Regions from separate parts of the Mus musculus genome. Here region 2 is linked to region 1. Evidence: chromatin contacts called from public promoter capture Hi-C data. All regions are on one chromosome and are shown on one strand. Each heading gives the region's core, a stretch centred on a gene start, on an enhancer-like site or on the middle of the called end of the contact. The rest is flanking DNA. Distances are from core to core; before and after follow the strand shown.

The links. Promoter capture Hi-C pulls out the DNA fragments that hold promoters and counts their contacts.
Region 2: a promoter capture Hi-C map of stem cell-derived epiblast-like cells shows a contact between it and region 1, with 2.2 times the contacts expected there. The contact joins the promoter of Adprhl1 here to the enhancer-like site in region 1. A contact is called at or near these places in 11 of 39 promoter capture datasets (the 3T3-L1 cell line, 3T3-L1-derived adipocytes, the C10 cell line and 6 more) and 2 of 9 other capture datasets (liver and macrophages).

The regions. Positions count from the first base shown.
Region 1 is chr8:12,839,184-12,843,200 of GRCm38.p6, reverse strand. Atp11a (ATPase, class VI, type 11A) reads right to left here. Exons shown (of 30, transcript NM_001293667.1): 18 at 194-375. Among named protein-coding and RNA genes, the nearest start is that of Gm15350, 9.3 kb to the right of the region's middle. Within about 2 kb of position 2,165, at least 19 of the 459 cell types and tissues checked have an H3K27ac peak or open chromatin away from gene starts, as enhancers often do.
Region 2 is chr8:13,252,552-13,256,568 of GRCm38.p6, reverse strand. It overlaps Adprhl1 (ADP-ribosylhydrolase like 1), which reads left to right and starts at 2,407. Exons shown (of 7, transcript NM_172750.4): 1 at 2,407-2,751. The coding sequence starts at 2,541. Dcun1d2 (DCN1, defective in cullin neddylation 1, domain containing 2 (S. cerevisiae)) reads left to right here. Exons shown (of 7, transcript NM_001024504.2): 7 at 1-606.

The sequences.
Region 1 (4,017 bases), core at 916-3,415:
TATTTGGAGGTAAAATGTTCTTCCAGGCATTTGTGGTCAGTAACGTATCACCCAGTAATAATCTCTTGGCTGTCACCGTGAGGGAAAACAGAGGCGCCTTGTCCTTGGGGAGAACACACTGGCACGGGACATATGTGCTATCTGACCCCACCCCACTCTCACGGCCCCCTCTCAGACACATGGACATTGTTACCTGTCCTCAACAGCCGTAGCACCAAGCAGAACAAGGTCCTTCTCTATCTGCTCGTAGGCTTCTGCCAGCTTCTTCTCCCGGTCCTGAAGCGCCACTTTGGCACTCTGTAGCAGTCGGCAAGCATCTTCGTACTGCTCTGGCTCGAGCCTCTTGTATGCAACACACAGGGTTCGCAGCCCTTCCTGTGCAACACAAGTCAGTGTCTCATGTGAATCTCATGACACCTGCTGAATGCATTCCAGTGTCTAATGTGAATCTCATGACACCTGCTGAATACATTCTCAGACCATCGTTATACCCATCTCTGAAGAGAATGGATGAGTCATAACCCAGCCACCCTCTAGGGATTACTAAATTACATGAAATACAGACAGTCATGTGCTCTGCAGAACTGTAACCTATGAGACCTACTCCACACAGACAATCATGTACACTGTGGAACCATAACCTATGAACCTGGTCAATACGGACAATCACATGCACTGTAGAACGGTAAACAGATTCTGTTTGAATCTGTTTGTTCTGTAAACAGATACAGAACTCAACTGAGCTTCTGAGAGATAACAGTTTGCAGTGTTGTGGTAGTAGTATTTGAAGTTGGGAGATGGCAGACTACAAGGTGATTCACCCTCATGCTGGGTACAGGGGATATTAAATAAGCCTTAGGGATGAGGGGACCTAACACATGTGGAGTGTGTGCAATGCACAGACCTGCCACTGCGCCTCCCCCTGCCAAGACACAGCAAACTCTCACTGGGTGGGAGGCACTGGTGGGGTTTCTTTGGGAGTTTCTTGCTCCTTCACCCTAATCCATGTACAACGGTGTAATACTCACAGGTCTCCTAAGCAAGCATTTCAAACTCTGGATTTTAGATTTTGAAAACTGTTTCCTGTGTTTTCAGCACTTCTCTCAGCTCTTCGGGTCACAATTTTACTTCTTAGATCTCCTATCTGGTGAGAAGGACATACCCCACTGCCCCACTGGTTATGGTTCTTATAATCCCTCAAGAGGGAGGGAGGGAGGGAGGGAAGGAGGGAGGGGACAGAGGCAGAGTACATTGCTTCATTAACAAGTCAGAAGGATCATCAGACAGGAAGAGTCTCTAAAGAGAATGATCTAGAATTGTCCAGAATGTAGGGTGTTTTGAGCAGTAAGTAAAGCTTTCAGAAGCGAAGAGGCCTTTGTTTGTACAAGTATTCAGGGGACTTTCTACTGTGGTGACACAGGGGCCTCTTGCTAAGCATGACAAAAAGTCCTATATAAAACACTACCAAGCTGTACAAAACACAGTCATACTTAGTGCTGGCCTGCCTTTATAAACACAGAGGAAGCAATCCTCAGCAGCACTAGCTGACGGAACCCACAGCTATGAAAGGTCCGCATGCCCTGAACAGGACTCCTCCCCGAATGGCAGCCTGACTCGGCATAGGAAATGGCTAATGTAACATGTGTAATGTAACATGTGTAATGTAACATGTGTAATGTAACATGTGACGTTATCAGATGGAGACCTACGAGATGCTCTGAACGGAAAACTGCAGAAGCATCCCAGAGTGTGCTCATAGCGGCTCCCTAAGAACTGCTCCAAAGTGAAGAGCAGCAGGACTTCTTGCCTTTGCATTAGGATGAACACAGCTCAGCAACACAAACTCTGTCAGAGGACCAGATCTTACAGCCAGATGTCATAAAGAACACACACCCCACCTTGCATGAAATCCCAGAGCTACTGTATGACTGCAGTAATGGCACAGCTGTGACATCAGCACAGCGGGCCAGCTGCGTCTCACACGCTCCCACACTCACCTTGGGAAGACATTTTAAACATTCTACCCATAATTGCATCAGAAAGAAAATATTCAAGAATGTGTGTACCCATGGAGGAAAAAGACTAACACACATAAAACTATGTAACACTGAAGAAATCGCAGAAGAGCCAAATAACAGAAACACATCTGCTTCTGTGGATTGCGACACTTCTTGTTAAGATGACAACACTACCCAAAGCCATGTGTAGATCCTGTGGTCCTGTGGAACTCCCAATGGTGATCTCGCAGGAACTCAAGGGGAATGGTAAGGTCTGCAGAACAGCACAGCAGGGTTAGGGGAGAATAAAGCTGGCCGTGCGTACAGTCTCATTCCAGGGCTTACTAGCAAATGGCAGTAAAGTAAACTGCACAGAACTGGAGTGCAGACAGACAGAGAAAGCCAGAGCGGAGCAGGATGGAACTGAGACCTGGAAACATCCTGGAACCTCTGGCCAGATGATTTAACAAGAGAAACAAGATCATTTAACAGGGAAAACAAAGCAAAACAAAATAGCCATTCAACAACGGGGTCCAAAAAATGACACCCACTTAACAGAAAATAAGACAACTCCCTTCACACCACACATAAAGTAAGATCAATGTCTTAAATTTAACAGCTAAAACTATAAAGTTCTTAGAAAAAACAGAGGGTAAAGGCTTCAAAATCTTACATTTGGCATCAATTTCTTAATTGTGATTAAACATACCAAAACAAGCGACCAGAGGAGAAACTGGGTTTGAAGCAAGCAACGGTCCTCTCAGCATTTCCTACAACTGCCTTCACTTGTACAAAGCTTTACTTGTTTAAGCTGAGTAACTCCCGGGCTGACCTGCAGGATGGGTCTAAGGATTCTAGGACCGTCTGAGGAATGCTGTCCTGGTTGGGTTTAGTCACCTTGATACAAACCTAGATCTGTCTGGGGAGAGAGAATCTACCTGTTAAAATCCCTGCTGAGTGGGACACAGGCAGGCCTCTCAATGAGTGACTGAGGTGTGAAACTTCCCTCGCTGTACGCTGTACGAGGATGCCTCCAGTGCTCCCCACTGACACCCACACTGTCTTGGGAGCAGGGTCTATGTTGTTACCAAGGAAACGTGCATCTACTCATCCTGTCTGTTACTTCAAAATTAAGGACAGACCCTGATTTTTGCCAGGTCCCTTCTCTGTAGCTCAGGGGGCCAAGACCCATTTGTCTCAAGCCTATTATTCTGACTGTGTGAGTGGGGTGCATGTATGAAATGTTCTGTTTCTGGGGTCAAAATGAGCTCATTCTATGTCTCCTGTCAATATGCTTCTGGATTCTGCTTGGTGATGTGATGTGCCTGAAGACAGATGTGAACATTTTCATAGACAGACACTTTTACATAATTAGTGTTAGGGTTGATCTGTATTTTCCCTGTCTGTCTTTGTTCTTGATTTGTGCTGCTTAGAAGGAAAGAAAGTTGCTCTAAGGAGGAAGGGAACATACAACAAAAAGAATCTGTGTCTCACATGTCAGTTCTGAGACATCACTGGCCCACTGTGGCTGGGAAGTGTAAGCCTTAGTGAACCTTTCTTTTCCCAGTTCTTTTTGGTCAAAGTGTTCTACCACAACAATAGAGCGCTAACTAAGGCAGGTGCAGTAACAATCAAAGACTCTGAAGGGTCAGGAGGAGGACAATGGATGAACAGGCCCAGAAGCCAGGCACAAGCAGTTAACAGGGGGCAGACAACACATTCCCTGAGTAGCCAAGGGCCCTAGGCAGAGAGCACTGTTGCAAATCAGTGAATGACATAGAGTCACAGCCTGAAAGAACAAGTGGTTTCTGAGGAGTTCCACCACATCTCTGATTAAATTCTAGATCTGCAGGAAGTGTGAAAGATCTAGTAGTCCATGGGGAAAGTTCGAAATTGTGATCAGCAGTGGGATGAAGTCCACATGACAGGGATCAACTAGCCAGCTCTGGCAGACAAATGAGGAGGCAGCGGAGGGGACACATGACATTGCAAATGCATTACTGAAAACTTTCCAATCTTG
Region 2 (4,017 bases), core at 1,158-3,657, 410 kb before region 1:
CCCCTCGGTGCGTGAGATGACATCACTAGTGGCCTGTCAGCGCAGGTCTGTCAAGGGACAACCGGGACATCTTTGAGAGCGTACGTAACCAAACTGACTTAGTGAAAACCTGGAAAACAACTTCCTTCCAGGCTTTGTGGGTTCCTGACTTGTAGTTAACTTCTGTTCAGAGAAGTTTATAGATACAAAGAACTAAATCTTGAAGGTCTGCAATACATTCTTATTTCTAAGATTTAACATTCTTCAGGGAAAGGAGCAGTGATATGATTGAGCAGGTGAAGGCATGTGCTGCCCAGCCTGAGTTCAGTCCCTGCGAGCCACGTGGTGGAGGGGAGAAGTGACTTCTCCAGTTGTCCTCTGACCTCCACACATGTGCCATGAAATGCATGTACTCCCCACACACATGTACTCACACAGTAAAACAAATAGGCAAACAAGCATAAATAAGTTAAGTTCTATGGGATTGTCAATAGGCTGTGACATACCAGTAATTGATAAAGGCTTTTTAAACAATTGTGCTTTCTGTTCTCTTATTTACACTTGAATTGTGCATGTTACAGAAATGCTGAAAACTTCAGACATAGTAAATAAAATATTTTCCCTGGTGTTGTGATGTCCTTTATTCTTGGTTGCACAAATACCTACCTGTGCACATCAAGGTCCTGGGCTTTGTCTTGGAGCAACAGAAAGAGCCTCTGTAGTGACAGCAAGCAAGCCCTTGCCACATTGCATCCTCACCAGGTAAGTAGCATGTTGGAGACAGACAGACAGCTCCATCCCTCCAGGTCGCTTTCTCTGCCCAATATGCTGGAATGTGGGGGCCGTCTATCAGAATATGCTACTACAGCTAAGATTATATCTAGAACATATTTACCCAACACCACAGGTTTAGGAGATGCATGTAATCTGTTCCACTTCCCAGAGGAGACAGCATACTCCTTGTCTAAGTGACGTAGGTGCTGAGTTGTGGTAGTTTAAATGTTCAGTGCAGTTCATACTTGATGCTCTGTGGGCGCAGAAGTCAACTTCCCAGCTTCTTTTGCTGTGCCTAGCATCCTGTAACAGAAGGGGCTCTGTGAATGTCAGGTAGACAGACTAGTGAGGCAGCCTTATCTTGTGTGTGATTTTGACCGAATAGTGTAGAAGTGGTTTCCAAACATCCACAACAAAGCCTCTCCCAAGAGTCCTTGGACCTCACTCCTTGAGCCAGGTCACACTTGTCCATAAGTTGGTACACCGTAAGTGGGAGCTGGCTCCTGCTGGCTTCTGCTGTTTGTCTGTCTGGATGGGAGCTATGTACCTTCTGGATTTGTGGGACTGCTTCAGACTGAGAGTTGGGCCAGCAGGAAGGGCGTCTTGTTACACACTAAAGTTCTTTCCAATTGTATTCTAAGTCCAAGTGATGCACTGCCAATTCTGGGTGACAGATTTACGTCACAAGAGGGCCAGCAATGTCTGAGGCTGCAAGGTTTGTGCTTGAGACAGGGTATAGGGAGGTGGTTGACCTAGGTCATTTCAAACCAAGAAGCCTGGCTTTATAAAGTGCACCTATCCATCCTCATTATTTAATAATTCCATGAGCAGGCAGTGATGTTTACAACAAGTGAAGTTTGTTTGTATAGACACGCATCACTAAAGGTTAGCACTGGAGCCCCTTACTGGACACTAAGTTGTGAGAGAACACTTTTTCACAGGAGCTGGGAGTTCTCGTTCTTGTAAGGTTTTCTCTCATGTCATGGTTTTAATGGAACTGAGGATCAGACCAAGGGCCTTGTATACATTAGGTAACATTGCTCTGTCGGGTCTACTGCAGCCCACAGCCCTCAATTTTATAATAAGGGATGGGTTTTGTTTGTTTTTTGTTGTTGGTTTTTTTTTTGTTTTGTTTTTTTTGTTTTGTTTTTGAGGCAGGGTTCCTCTGTGTAGCCCTGGCTGTCCTGGAACTCACTCTGTAGACCTGGTTGGCCTCAAACTCAGGGATCCACCTGCCCCTGCCTCCTGAATGCTGAATGCTGAAACTAGAGGCGTGTATCACCACTGCCCAGCCAGAAAAGTTTTCTAAAAGCATAAAACTACAATGGGTGGGCCTCAGTTTTATGCTGAGTGAAAGAGGGCAGACAAGAAGGGGCAAAAGGAGTGTGTCTGTCTGAAGGTAGGGCAGAGCAGATGGTCAAGGAACCGGGATGGAGCAGTATGTTCTCATTGTGGTATGTCGCTCTGCCAGCAGGGGGCACAACTCACCAAGGTGCTGACAGAGTAGCACAGCTCACGGGCTCTGAGCTGGGCTGAGCTGGCTGGGTGTACACTGGTGCCAGCAGACTCCTTTGCTGGAGAGCCAGCGTGTCCCAAACAGCTCCCACGTGGTGAGCTCTGAGCCTTTATCTCATTGGTGCCACCTGCCAAGGCAGGGAAGGAACGCCTGGTCATTTGGAGAGTGCTGGATGGTGATACAATGACCAGTATAAATGTCAGCGGGGCTGGCTAAGGGTGGCCAGGAGAGGACAAAGGCAACCGCAGGGTAAGAGGGGTCACCTTCCAAGATGGAGAAGTTCAAGGCTGCAATGCTGTTGGGGAGTGTTGGAGATGCCCTCGGCTATGGAAACATCTGCAGGGAGAACAGCGTTTTAGGCTCAATCCAGGAGGAGCTGCAAAAGACAGGGGGGCTGGACAGCCTTGTGCTCTCACCTGGGAGGTGGCCAGTGAGCGACAACACCATCATGCACATGGCGACTGCTGAAGCCCTGACCACAGGTAGGACTGACTGGCGTATTCGTGGCTCCAAGTGTGCTGGGGTAGAAAGACAGGCCACCTGGGTTGATAGCAAACCAGTACCAAGAACCCTGAAGGTGGTGTCTTAGAGCCCTGTGTTACCTGACACTGTTGCTGAAGGCAGGGATTTAATATTCCCCCAAGACCTGGAGCCTGAGAGGCAGCGGGCAGGTCATGTTTCTCCTGAGTGTCTTTAGGGGACAGCAGCCCTTGGCAGATAATTAAGCTCCTGGTTCTGAACAGTGTTCGCTTGTCTCTGTGTTAGGTGAGCAACCCTCTAGGAGCTGCTCTGCAGGGCGGGGCAGGGGTGGGGGAGACAAAGCACAGACAGACATAGGTGCACTGCAGAGGCTGAGCATCTTATTCTAAGTCTATAAAGAAGAGCTTGAAATGTGGGCCCACTGAGATAACATTGTTTGGGGGTGGCATCTCCGATCCAAATAATTAAGGTTGAGCTGTCTGTCCGAGCGATCCAGTTTGGGCGTAATTTATGAGTAAATTGTCTAAGGAAGAGTTTTGGACATGGAAGAACAAAGCTTGTTTCCTAAGGAGCTAAAATCAACAAAATGTTACCTGGATTTCAGAGACGCGCCCATATACAAGCGCCGTGTGTCTTTTCTCGACACAGTGTGATGGTAATACCCTGCAGGTCTGGCATGCCATCGTTGCAAAACTGAGGCCTGAGGCCAGCAGTTGAGCCAACAGACCCCACATACGCATTCCCTGCTCTGTCCGTCTGTCGTGAGCACGCCCAGCTTAGTTCTGTGGTCACTGTATAGGAATGCCACCAATGCCGTGTCTCTAAATAGAGCAGACACACATTGATAAGATATGGTGTCACAGCTTGTTGAAAATGGTGAAGCATCTTTCTGAGTGTACCTCATGATGAAACGCAGGTATTTATGGATTCTGTGGTCATTGTATAGGAATATCATCAACTTGCCCCTGAATAACGAGGCAGAAGAAAGCACACTGCTGAGGTGCTTTCACCACACTACGGGGATCGAGATGCTTCGAAAGTATTATGAATTCCAAATCTTTATTTCCTCTCATATTTTGGGGGCATACTTATCTGCTTTTATGGTCGATAGTACAGCTCAGAGCACACCACAGCTCACAACCTCTGGAGAACAGGACTTAAAACTACAGTCAGAAGCCGGGCGTGGTGGCGCACGCCTTTAATCCCAGCACTTGGGAGGCAGAGGCAGGCAGATTTCTGAGTTCAAGGCTAGCCTGGTCTACAGAGTG